Linked DNA regions of Mus musculus: region 1 is linked to region 2. The links are chromatin contacts, called in public promoter capture Hi-C maps. All regions are on one chromosome and are shown on one strand. Each heading gives the region's core, a stretch centred on a gene start, on an enhancer-like site or on the middle of the called end of the contact. The rest is flanking DNA. Distances are from core to core; before and after follow the strand shown. Region 1 holds the start of Lmo4 (LIM domain only 4). Region 2 holds the start of Pitx2 (paired-like homeodomain transcription factor 2).

What was found. Promoter capture Hi-C pulls out the DNA fragments that hold promoters and counts their contacts.
Region 1: a contact with region 2 is called in a promoter capture Hi-C map of embryonic stem cells, with 6 read pairs. The contact joins the promoter of Lmo4 here to the promoter of Pitx2 in region 2. A contact is called at or near these places in 2 of 39 promoter capture datasets (both in embryonic stem cells) and 1 of 484 Hi-C or Micro-C datasets (embryonic stem cells).

Annotation. Positions count from the first base shown.
Region 1 is chr3:144,202,349-144,208,437 of GRCm38.p6, forward strand. It overlaps Lmo4 (LIM domain only 4), which reads right to left and starts at 2,907. Exons shown (of 5, transcript NM_010723.3): 1 at 2,472-2,907.
Region 2 is chr3:129,197,039-129,202,445 of GRCm38.p6, forward strand. It overlaps Pitx2 (paired-like homeodomain transcription factor 2), which reads left to right and starts at 2,840. Exons shown (of 5, transcript NM_011098.4): 1 at 2,840-3,124. It overlaps Gm40149 (a long non-coding RNA gene), which reads right to left and starts at 1,871. Exons shown (of 4, transcript XR_867634.2): 1 at 217-1,871.

The sequences.
Region 1 (6,089 bases), core at 1,657-4,156, about 15 Mb after region 2:
GGCTCTGTGGCGCGCTCCACCCCTCGCGGCGCCTCCTCCTCCTCCTCCCCCTCCTCCCAGCGCCCGCCTCCGCCCGCTCCTCCCGCTGCCGCCCGCCTCCAGCAAATGAGGGTCAAACCCACCCACCGCCGCGCCCGGCCCCTCCCCAGCCCCCGCCGAGCCCCGCGAGCCAGCCGCGGGCCGCTGGAGGTGGCCGCCCCGCCGCAGCCACGTTCCCTCCCGAGCTCTGCCTAGGGAAGTGAGGGTGCAATTCACAAGTTGCAAATAGTTCGGGGTTTCGGCAAGGCCAGGGCTGGGGAGAGAGGGGCGGGGGAGAGGAGGAAGGGAAAGGCCGAGGGGGAGATGTAGGTGGTGGGAGGGGAGGCAAGGTGGCGAGAGTGTTGGGGGGGGGGTGGGTGCTGGGTGTAAAGTTGCGAAACTGGTTTTGCGTATTTTAAACAGCACCTTTCACATGCCATTGTGGTGACCGCCATCTCCCATTATTGTTCCAAATCTCATTTCATTTTGAAGATCAATGAGTGTTTTCAGGACACAGGCAAGGATAATAGATCATTGAACTTTAGGATGCCTGTTAACTTCCTATACAAACACTCTCCACTTTGGTCTCGCTAATCTGCCCTTGATCAGCAATTTAAATGCGAGAGCTTTGTTCCTGGGGGGGGGGGTATAGATAATATGCGAGGAGGCACTATTGAGGCACACACAAGTTAAATTCAAGCCAGTCTTGATGTCACGAAAAACTGCTTTTAAACATTCTCTCTCTCTCTCTCTCTCTCTCTCTCTCTCTCTCTCTCTCTCTCTCTCTCTCCTGGAGTAGAATATAGGAATCAATTTATAAAGCTTAGCTTAAACCGATTAATTTGTTGCCTCCAATCCGGAGTCCAATAAAGTCCTAGTGTTTCTCCAGTCACTTATTCTATAAAAAGATCAAGTTATTTACTGCCAATTAAGCAGCTTGTTTTGTCTTTGTCCTCTGTAAGGCGAGAGTGTGGGCTCTCCCAGGCTCCCAGCTATCTGCTCAAGACATTCAGCTGATACCTCAGAAGGGAGAAGGCGAACTTTGTCTGTCCCTAGCCCAACTTCACTGCTGCAAAGAACCGGGGTGAGGGAACGAAAGAAGGACTCTGGTTCCTTAAATAGGCCGATTTTAAACACATTTCCTCCGAAAGAGTCCCGGAACGTGTGTCCAGTGACCGCACAATAAACCAGAATAAGAACTGCACCAATTAAGCTGTAACAAAACCCTGAGACTCTGGAACCAGGACCGCTCTAAAACCCATTAGCATTGCATTTATCCGAATGCATCATACCTTTATGTAAATTGATTTCTCTGATGCATTTACTCGAGGAATTGCTTTTTGTTACAATTTCAGCCCTGACCCAAATGAATCTGCATTTCCTGCCCTAGGTCTTTAAACTGCCCCCCCCCAACGTTTTAATCGCTCCGAATTCCTTTTTTAAAAGGGAGGGGGAGGGAGGAGATTCCAAGCTGCTCCCCACCCCCATCTTTAGTGAGAGGTAAATATATATGTATATTTTTTTTGAAAAGGAAACATTACACTGAGAAAAGCATCCAGTAACCCCATTAGCTAAAGCTCTTAAGGACAAGCAATACCTTAATGCTGATTAAATCTAAAAGAGATGAATCAAGAGGACTGACCAGAAAGTGACTCCCCTGATAACTAAGGACGGGCCCTCATCAAGTTTCATTTAGAGTTGGAAAAAAAAAAAAAGAAAGCTTTTAAGTTAAATAGGCTTATACTCTAGTAATTACATAGCCAAGCAATTTAGGTCCTGGGATAGTCAGTGAAATAGAAAGCAGAGCTGGCAGCTAGAGGCAAAATCTGCCCCCCTTTAACAACGTCTCTGGTGTTTTTTAATGGAGACCAAGGGAGGGACAAACGTAGCGCTGGCCATTTGTAGTACAAAAATGGATGCTTAATTCATGTCTTGATTTTAATTAGGTGATTCACCGGATTTCTCCTGGATTGGAACAAAAGACTTATAAGCCAAGAGGAATTCTTTTTAAAAGAATCAGCAATGCCAGCTCCTGGTCACTTAGAGCTTTTCGTTCCCTGTTTCAAACAGTGTTGGGGGGGGGGTCTTGACTATCGCCCCCACCCACGCACACACCACTTCTCATCTGAGCAGCCCCTGCCTTTCCTTTAGGAACTGGAACTGCCCCCAGCCCTCTCCAGGGTCCCCACCAGCCCCGTCTCCAAGAAGAACCCTTTTGTAAGCAAGGAACCGCTACAAAGCTGGCGGCCCGGGGCTGCCCTCCTTGCTAGCTCGCAGGCCGGCCTCCGGTAGTTTCAGACTCACGCATTATCTAAGGCGACGTATTGTTTACTTGCAATTTGGGACGGTCAAGGGAAGGAAGCCAAAGAAAACAGCCCCGGCCCCGATCAGTTCCCCCCTCCCTCTCTCCCTCGTCCCCTCCGGGCCCGCGGCGTCCCCAGCCACCCCCTTACCTGCTTCTCCCCTATATTGCAACACTGCGAGAGGCGGCGGCGGCGGCGAAATGCGAGCGGAGCCGCTCGGCTTCCAGGGCAGGGGCGCTGGGGCTGGCGGAGCTGGAGGGAGGGAGGGAGTTCTCGCAGAAGCAGGAAAGGGGAGGAGGGGGCTAAGGGCTGCTTTTTTTTTTTTTTTTTTTTTTAATCGCGTGGCTCTGGGGCGGGTAGAGGGAGCCCCACGCTAAGTGGCAGGCGGCCCGGCGAAGAAGTGTCAAGTCTCAGCCCGAGGGTCCCGGTCCTCAGCCCCCGGCTGCGCGCGAGCAGCTGCAGGCTCCCTCGGCCGGGCCCGCGCGGCGCAGCAGCAGCCACTGCTGCAATCGCGGCTGCAAGTTTGGCAATGTGGCTTCACTTTGTACGCGCCCCCGCCCCCGCCGCGCCCGCGCTCCTCCTCCTCCGCCGCCGCCTTCCTCCCGCCCGCCCGCCCGCTCGGGGCCGCCGGCGGCTCGGCCGAGCTCCCCCCTCCCGCGACCTGCGGCCCGGGAGCGGCGGTGCAGGCTCGGTCCCGCGGCCGGTACGAGGACGCACGGAGTGGGGAGCTGCGGGCCGGCCGGGAGCGCTGGACCGATCGGCTGCCCCGCTGCTGCTGCCCGGCTCGGAGGAGGCGGCGGCGCGGGCCTCTAGCCGGCTCGCTCGCTCCTTCGGCGGCGCTTACACATGTGTTACTGACAGAGCAGAATCCCAACTACTCCCCGGCTCTGCCGCCGACGTCAGCGACCCTCAGCCACTGGGCGGCCGGATTGTTCAGGCGGAATAATAAAACCTGCCAATCCGGGGAAGGACAAAGGGTGACTGAAACGAGACTCGGGGGGCGGGGAGCGAGGCGGGCGGCTGAGCCGGCCGGGCCCGGGAAGGCGGGGGGGGCCCGGGGTCGGGGCACGAGAAGGGACCCGGGTGGCGCGGGGGACGCGGCCAGCGAGCGCGTGCCCAGGCTCAGGACCACACCTGCCTGCCCAGCGCGCGAGGACGCGTGGAGCCCGCCCCCGCAGGGCCTCGGGGATCGCCTTCCCTGGCTCAGAGAACAGACCCTCGGGAAACTTACTTTCCCAGAAATGGGTCTCTTCCTGTTAGGGTAGAGGATTCATTCTGCCGGAGGGAGGTGCAAAAGCGGGTGTTTTGTTTAATTCTTCGGGTTGCAGATTTCAAAACCTTAAGCAAAGTGGGAAGTAGTTCCTACCTAAGTACTGCCAGCTTAACCCCATCTTGCTCCCATTAACCCCAGTGTAAACTGGAAGGAGGAGGCATTTCATAGATGCTTGTCAGTTGCTGGTGAATGCAAATCACACCCTGGTTTTCAGAGATGAAGGAAACTTTATGGGCAAAGCTTTTTGCTCACCATTCTGCTTCAGTGTAGAGGGTGTGATGCTAGCTCCCTCGTAGCCCCCTAAAGCGATGCGAGCATTTGCCAGACCTGCTGCTAGCTCACGACCCTGAAAAAAGACTAGTCGTTTCTTGTACAAACCAAGATTTGAGGAATGCTAGCTAGCTTCAGAGCCTCTTTCCAGGGCCAGAGCTCAGCCTGGATCCTTGAACATCAAGTTATTCAACTTTACTCTGCCAAATAGGTTTAATAAATCTCCGATCTGAGGTTAATACTAGGGTTGATTATTAATAGTAAGTTCCAGAGAGATTTTTCTGTTGGAAATTATCATGGAAGTGCAAAGCTGTACTGCTAAGTATCATTAACTAAAACCAGTCTTGTGGGAGAAGCTTGGAAGAAAGGAAGTTGAAGAAAAATCAGGCAAAAAATCTACAGTCCTAGCAGCTGTGTGCAGAATTTTGGTTCTTTAAACTGCCAAAATTAGGGCAAAGGAATAAATATTGCCTATGAAACCAGGAAGAGGGTGGTTTTAATACCAGTTAAAAATACTCATTTCTGGATTCTAGCTCCTTGAGTTCCTAACATGCTACAGTTAAAAATTATTTTTATGGATTTGTATTTAACGTTGTGTTCTTATGATCATTCACCTTAAAAGCTTTTTTATTAAAAAAAAATCAACGTGATAATAATTGGAATGTCCTATACAGACAACAGCTGCAGAAGGTCATGATGAAAACAGACCAATTTAGGAAAGAGGTTTTTTTATTATTATTATTATTTTGTCCTAACAAAAAACCCAAAGCAAAGCAAAACAATAACCTCAAAGGAGGAGAGGACACTTTAAGATATAAGACATTGTAATATCTGGGTTCATCTCTGACTCATTACAATTTAAATCAATCAAAACTAGGCAATCAGGGATTTTTTGCTTTTAAGACCAGATGCAGAAGTAGATATACTTCTGCTTCCCCTCTGAGATTTCGGGCCTGCACAAGATCTTCATGGCTACTGTTGTATTAAAATACATCATATGGGAAGATTTCCATACCTGTACAAGCCCCTTATTGTACATAAAAAAAAAAGGTCTTTATTTTCTTTTCCTTTAAAATGATTTAAAAAAAAACAAAAACAAAAACCAGCACACATATCATACAGAATCATGGTGAGTTGTGGTATTTCCTAAAGTATGAACATGAAAATGAATATGTAATTCTAAAATGAAATGTTGTAAATTAAGGGGGAATGTGCTCAGGTATCACTAAATGACTCTCTAAGGGTCTGGGTGGTCTTTGTGGAGGGAAGGAAAGGGGAAGGGTCGGAAAGATGGGACTTTGAACTTTTGTCTCCAGGCTACCCCGGGGCCTAAACTTTTAGAGGTGGTTTTAGTGTTTTGATTCGGATTGTGTGTGAAGTCTGCACACACACTCCAGTAAAGTGGAATGGGCGGGGATATATTACCAGAAATCTTGCTTCACTGTGGTTACAGAAGCTCAAAGGTTGTAGAGGCTAACATCTTTGAGGAGTAGGAAGGGAATGCAGTCACTGTAATCAAAATTCAGGTGTACTTTAACCACAGCGCCACCTCTGGGTAGTCTTTATTTCTGCATCCTTTACTCTCCAAACATCCCTGTCTCTTCCAGGTAGCAGCAAGATTCCCCTCTGTATTCTCAAAAGCGCCTGGACTGAGAGAAAAACCAATGCCAGTCTGATTTCAGTGATCCTAAACACTCAAAAATGCTATACAAGTCCCTGCTGGAGAAGGGTACATATAATACAAGTGTTCAGACCATTATAAAAATAGCTCCAAGAAATCATTGTAATGTAAAGTAAAATTAACTCATTCCGAATACTGTTGCATTGTGTCTGTTGGCCTGGGAAGACCTGCTGATGTCACCATTCAGCCAGTTATCTAAAATGAGACATACAACTCCGGTACTTTTTTTTTTTTTTAAAGAAACACAACCCGTTTCAGGGGCTTTATTCAACATAGGAGCCGAATGGATCCCAGATAAAGCCTTTGCTTTCCCTACTTGCCCTGAAATTATTTTTCTGTACTTCATCTTCTCAACTAAGGTCTTACTCCTGGACTTTATAGGCAGGAGTTGAAGATAAGCATCTAGCTCTTTGATGAGGAAAAGGAGAAGAGATTGTGCCCTTAGAAGGCCAGTGCAAAGCTGGTTTCTGATTGGAGGCTGTTTAGAAAGGACATTTTACAAGGATGATTGTCCATTACTCTGCCATCAGAGAGATCCTTAGAA
Region 2 (5,407 bases), core at 1,590-4,089:
CTATTTCTCCAGGAGCCATTTGCATTCCCACCAGCTGCTCACTTCTGCTGCACTGGTGCTGGGCGCTGCTGAAGACCCAGCTCAGCACCGAGAGACTACAGCCGCCCATTCTGGGGGTTAACCCAGCCGGGTGGGGGAGACTCCCGACGACAGAGAGTGGAGAGTGGGCGTCCGCTTCCCTTCCCGGAGCCCCTTCCCCCAGCCCTGGCTGCAAACCTCTGAATCCTGAAAGTGGGGAAAGAGTTGTCTGGGCAGATGTGCGCGGCTCTCTACTCTGCTCCTTTCTCTTTTCCTCTGCTCTCAAGCCGGTCTTGATTTCCAGCTTCTTCCCACATTTCTGTGAGACTCTCCAGCCACGCCACCAGCTCCTGGCCAGACTGATCTTTTAGGAGCCCCTCTTAATGTCTCTAAAATGCAAAGGGAAAAATAAGAGAGAGATGGGGCAATAGCCCATTATTTTAGAGGGTGACGACCCAGCAAAATAATAATGGATGGGCAGAGATGACAATGTTCTTGTTCAGGAAGTATTCCGGTGAGGTGAGACCAGAGTTCAGTGAGAGGACTTGTTGAGATGCTTGATTTTTTTCCCCCAAAAGGCTCAAAGGGGGTGGGGGGAAGAGGAAATAAAAATAAAAACAGCACGTGACTGTTTTCCTCCTGAATCTCTTCCTTTAAATGGCATTACTTTGGTTTCCCATTGAGTTAGGAGAAAAAGTTTGAGTTTTCATGGATCTTACAAGGTTAGAGATGGCTTAAAATGCAGATCTCTCGTCGGTTTTCCTGGAGACTGAAGAGGCTAACTCTTTCCATAAAATGAGTCGACTGTTAGCTATTTCAAAGTGAAGGGATTTGGCACTCAAAACAAATTGAGCAAGTTTGTTTGCCTGTTTTTCCTGCTAACACCAATGAATTGAAACCACGGAGTCATTCAAGAAAACACAGAACATACTCCAAACAGCCTCCAGATTCAAAGGAAACTCGGCGTGTGTGCGGTAGCCCTGGGTTAACTTTTCTTGTGTATACATCCCGTGGGCATCCTTCAGAGGAGTCAGCATTATCTTCCTCAAATTGCATGAACTGGTGTGCTGATTTAGGAAGAAAAGCTGTATGAATTTTAGAGGGGACTTTATTTTCTATTAGGGACCAAGGAGAATTAGGGACCAAGGAGAAATGCAGTTTAATGGCGGGTCTGGTTGGGTTTTGTTCCCAGGCAAGGTTTAATATTGGTGAGAAAAACGCCAAACCATGAGGTACAGCTATTTTCTGATATTTTCCTAAAACATATCTTGAAGGGATGCACTTGAGATTGAAAGAACTTTGTCCCATATGTCTGGCAGAAGCCTTCACTCCTGGTCTTCCAGGCGAATCATATTTATAGCCCTTCCACGCAAAGGCAAGACCCTGCCAAAATATCCTGTTCGTTTCCAAAGTACAGACGCATTAGGAAATCAGAAAATATGAAATTAGAAGTAGGACCCACTTGTAGACTAGGAAAGGCCCCTTTCAGCCTTACATACTCTGGACTTTCAAGAACATTCGCTCATATGGGGGGGAACTTCCTTCTCCTTCCCCACCCCCATCCCGGTGCAATTTAATACCACTCTCAGTCAGGAACCTTAACCTCGTCATTTTAAAAAATGAGATATCCGCGACCCGGGGTGAACTTGTTGAGTGTAGGTACAGCAGAGGAAATTCTAGACTCTGAGAGTCCCAGACTTGAGCAAGAGATCCCATGCCGACACACTGGCCGGTGTGTGGCCCTGTCTACCTGCGCTCTTCCACTCTGATCCACCCGTCTTGACCTCAGACACCACCGTGACCTAGCCCTTGCCTTACTGTAGTTCAGGCCTCCCTCCGGTCATCGTCTGGTAATATCTCCCTCCTCCTCCTCCTCCTCCTCCTCCTCCTCCTCCTCCTCCTCCTCCTCCTCCTCCTCCTCCTCCTCCTCCCCCTCCCTCTCTCCCTCCCTCCCTCTCTCCCTCCCTCTCTCCCTTCCTTACCCCTTTTTCTTTCTTTCTTTCTCTCTCCTTCCCTCCCTTCTTTCATCCCCCCCACACACACCTATCGGCTGTGGCTCTCCCACCTTCTGCCGCTAGCTCACCCTATTTTTCTAACTTCTCCCAGTCATCATCTTCTCTTTGCCACCCCATCCATCCACCCACCTTCAGTGCTGCCCTCTGTGGATCCCTCAATTCCCTCCCACTGCCCCTGTAGACAATCAGTACAGTAACCAGCTTTCCTCTACTCCGCGGGCCTGAAAGGAGGTCACGCGCGCGCACACTCACATCCACACTTCGAAAGCCTCACCCGGATCAAACCAAGCCACACTGCCCTTTGTTTCATTTCATGGGCCACTTTGCTAGTCCCTTCCTCGTAAGCCACCCAGACTTTGCTCCGCGCGAATAGGTTTCTGTCTCCCCAGGCTCTGGCCCTCCCACTCAGATTTAGAAGGGGTTTGACGCACAACCGTTTTTTCTCCGTCCATTCCATCCTTGTCCCTTTCCTACCATCCCCACCATCCTGCTCCCCAGCTTGAGTGCTAGCTCCTGCCACTGGTCAGCTCCTGTCGGTCGGTAGTTGCCTCCGGCCCCTGATCCTCCGCTCCTCCCTCCTGGGTTCTGTCCGGGACCGCAGTCTCCTGGGCCCCTGGGCCTCACTTCTCAGCCCTAGTGGTCCCCTGTCCCCTCGATCGCCCCTGCACGCTCCCCCACCCCCGCAGTGGCCCAAGGCTGTGCTCGCCCCTTGATCGCCCAGCGTACAGCAGGCTCGGCCGCCCGCCCGCGCGCCACTGTGCACTGGAGTTTGGTGGAATCTCTGCTGACGTCACGACACTCCGCACACGGAGTCGGAGCGGAGGGAAGAGAGAGGGATGAGAGCGAGGGAGGGGAGAGAGAGTGCGAGACCGAGAGAGAAAGCCGGAGAGCAGCAGACAGAAACTGCCGGCGCCCGCTAGCTTTAGCAGCCCCCCGCGTGGACCCTCTCGGAACTTGGCACCCTCAAGATCCCCGCAGTTCCACCCAGACCCGCTCCACGGCGCTGGCTGTGCAGCCCGAGCCTCGGCCGCCTGGCAGTCACCCTGGGAAGCGGTGGGACGGGGAGACAGCCGTTCTCTCTCCGGTAGCCGGTAAGTGGAGGCCCTCTCTCCCACAGAGCTGTGAGATAATGCGAGTCTGGAAATTTGTTCCACTCTGGAGAACCTCCGCCGTGTATGATTTGTGGCTCGCCGGGCTTGTTTCTCCAGATTCAGCGCAGTTGGCAAACAGATCTTACAGAGCCCCTGTTCCGTTCGCCCTCAATCGCAGACACTAGAACAGTCCTACCCGGCGTTGAAGTCGACTGGAAGCCAGGCATGGCTGGCAGTTAAAACGAGGCATCTTCCCTGAAATTTCGATGCCAACAGGGTAGGGAGAAATCCTCCAGCTGAGGATTAGCCCAGTCAAGATAAAGGGCCAGCTACAAAGTTTCAGCTACTGGAATAGATTAGCCCCTTCCCATCATTACCCATTGGAAAAAAAAGGAGATTCCATCTTAACCGGCGGTTAGTGACCTCTCAGGCCCAAGCGAATTACCTGAGAGCCAGGCCTAGATGCCAACCCGCACAATTACTTCGGATTATAAATCCTTTAAATTGATCATCAGTCAACTCCAATCTTGTACTGAGGGAGATGCATTTTAAACGGATGCGGAGAGGCCACTATTTTGCAACTGGTAACTAAGTAAAAACATGCGATTCCAAACCAGCGAAATACAGTCCTTTTATTCCAATTAAATCACCTTCCCTAAACAATTTAGAAATCAAACTATCCTAGGAGGCTGGGATATTTTTGTTTTTATTCTATTTTGTAGGACTACCGTATTTTTTTGAGGTAAATTAAAATGGGGAGAGAGTCTTTTACTATTATGAATTACAATAATATGCATTCATACATTCTAAACGATTTAACGAACAAGTAATTTGATTTTTAAGAGATCTCTGCATCCTTTTCAGACCATTAGTTACAATTAAAGATATTTTATTCTCATGCAGTATCATTTAGAGGAGACTCCACCTAAAACCAATAATTTCACAGAAACAAAGATTGTTACTGAAGTGAATTGAGGACTTGTTGTTGTTGTTGTTGTTGTTGTTGTTGTTGTTGTTTGGGGGGCGTTGAAAATGAGCACAGTATTCCAATAATCAAAGTTTAGTTTCAAAACAAAGTAGCTACTTCACTTATGGAATGTTTTGCTTTGCCTCAGCAAAACTACGCCTAAGTTACTGCCCTGCTTTGTCCTGTAAGCTGAGCACTGTAGCTCCAAAGCTCCAGAAGCACACATTCCACAGAGCTTTAAAGAAAGCTTGCTCATGGTGAAGCACGGGGCTGTGCTAAAGTGGTATCTTAATTTCCTTAAATGATTACCCACTGCAAATTAATTTGCTGGCTAATCACACCAATTTAGTTCATTTAAAACATATGGCCTCATGCTTTTTATTTTTCAGCTTTCCATGAATGGTTCTGCTGTGGGATAAGAAAGGAAATGAAAAGGGTGAAATGGGAAAGAATTTTTGTTTTTTTGTTTTTTGTTTTTTGTGTTTTCTTGGACTGATTAGAACTCGTAGCTTCTTCTACAATTCCATCCTTGTACTGCTTGGGCAGAAATCATTTTTGAAACAAACTGCTCTGTTTCTTAGGGCTTGCCTATCTGCCTGGCCGGAGTGGCACTGTGCATGCTAATTGCTGGATAGTGCTTCATTAACACAATATGGAATGGAAGCTGACCCAAACCAGATTGCTTGGTATATACATTCCAACCAGGATGGGAACTTTTGGCATGAGAATAACTTCTAATCAGGAAACGTCTCCTATCTAAAATGTTGAGATTAGCCATCAAAACCAGTGTTGTAATCTGGCAGTGAAATTTGTCTGTCACACGTTAGCCACCTTGATAGGACAAGTTTAAGTATCATCAGATAAGACTTGAAGGTCTCTCTTTAAAGAAAAAAATCTTCCTCAGTTAGTTAGACTGGACCCATTTATTAGGCCTGGTCGTTCTATGGAGCATAAAGTCTCAGGATTCACATTACTGCGAAATAAAATACATCTCAAAGTCACAAGGACGTGTAGCAAGGAGCTAAGGAACACGTCTTGATCTTTTCACTCCTTGGGCCGAAACCTACGGGGTCTTGAAGCGTTGCTTCTTACTGCTTTGATTGGTCTTCAGCACCAAAGCGTGGGGGGATGGGGGTGGGAGGAAATGTGTAGCAACTGACTTTACAGGTCAGGTCTTTCTCTTCTGTATATTTCAGTCCTTGAAAATAAATAAATAAATAAAACTATTTGCAGTAGCCATCTGCAATGTTGGGGCTACCGGCTAATAATGCAGCCAGTTCAGACATATAAAAAAAAAAAAGATTATCGAAATGATG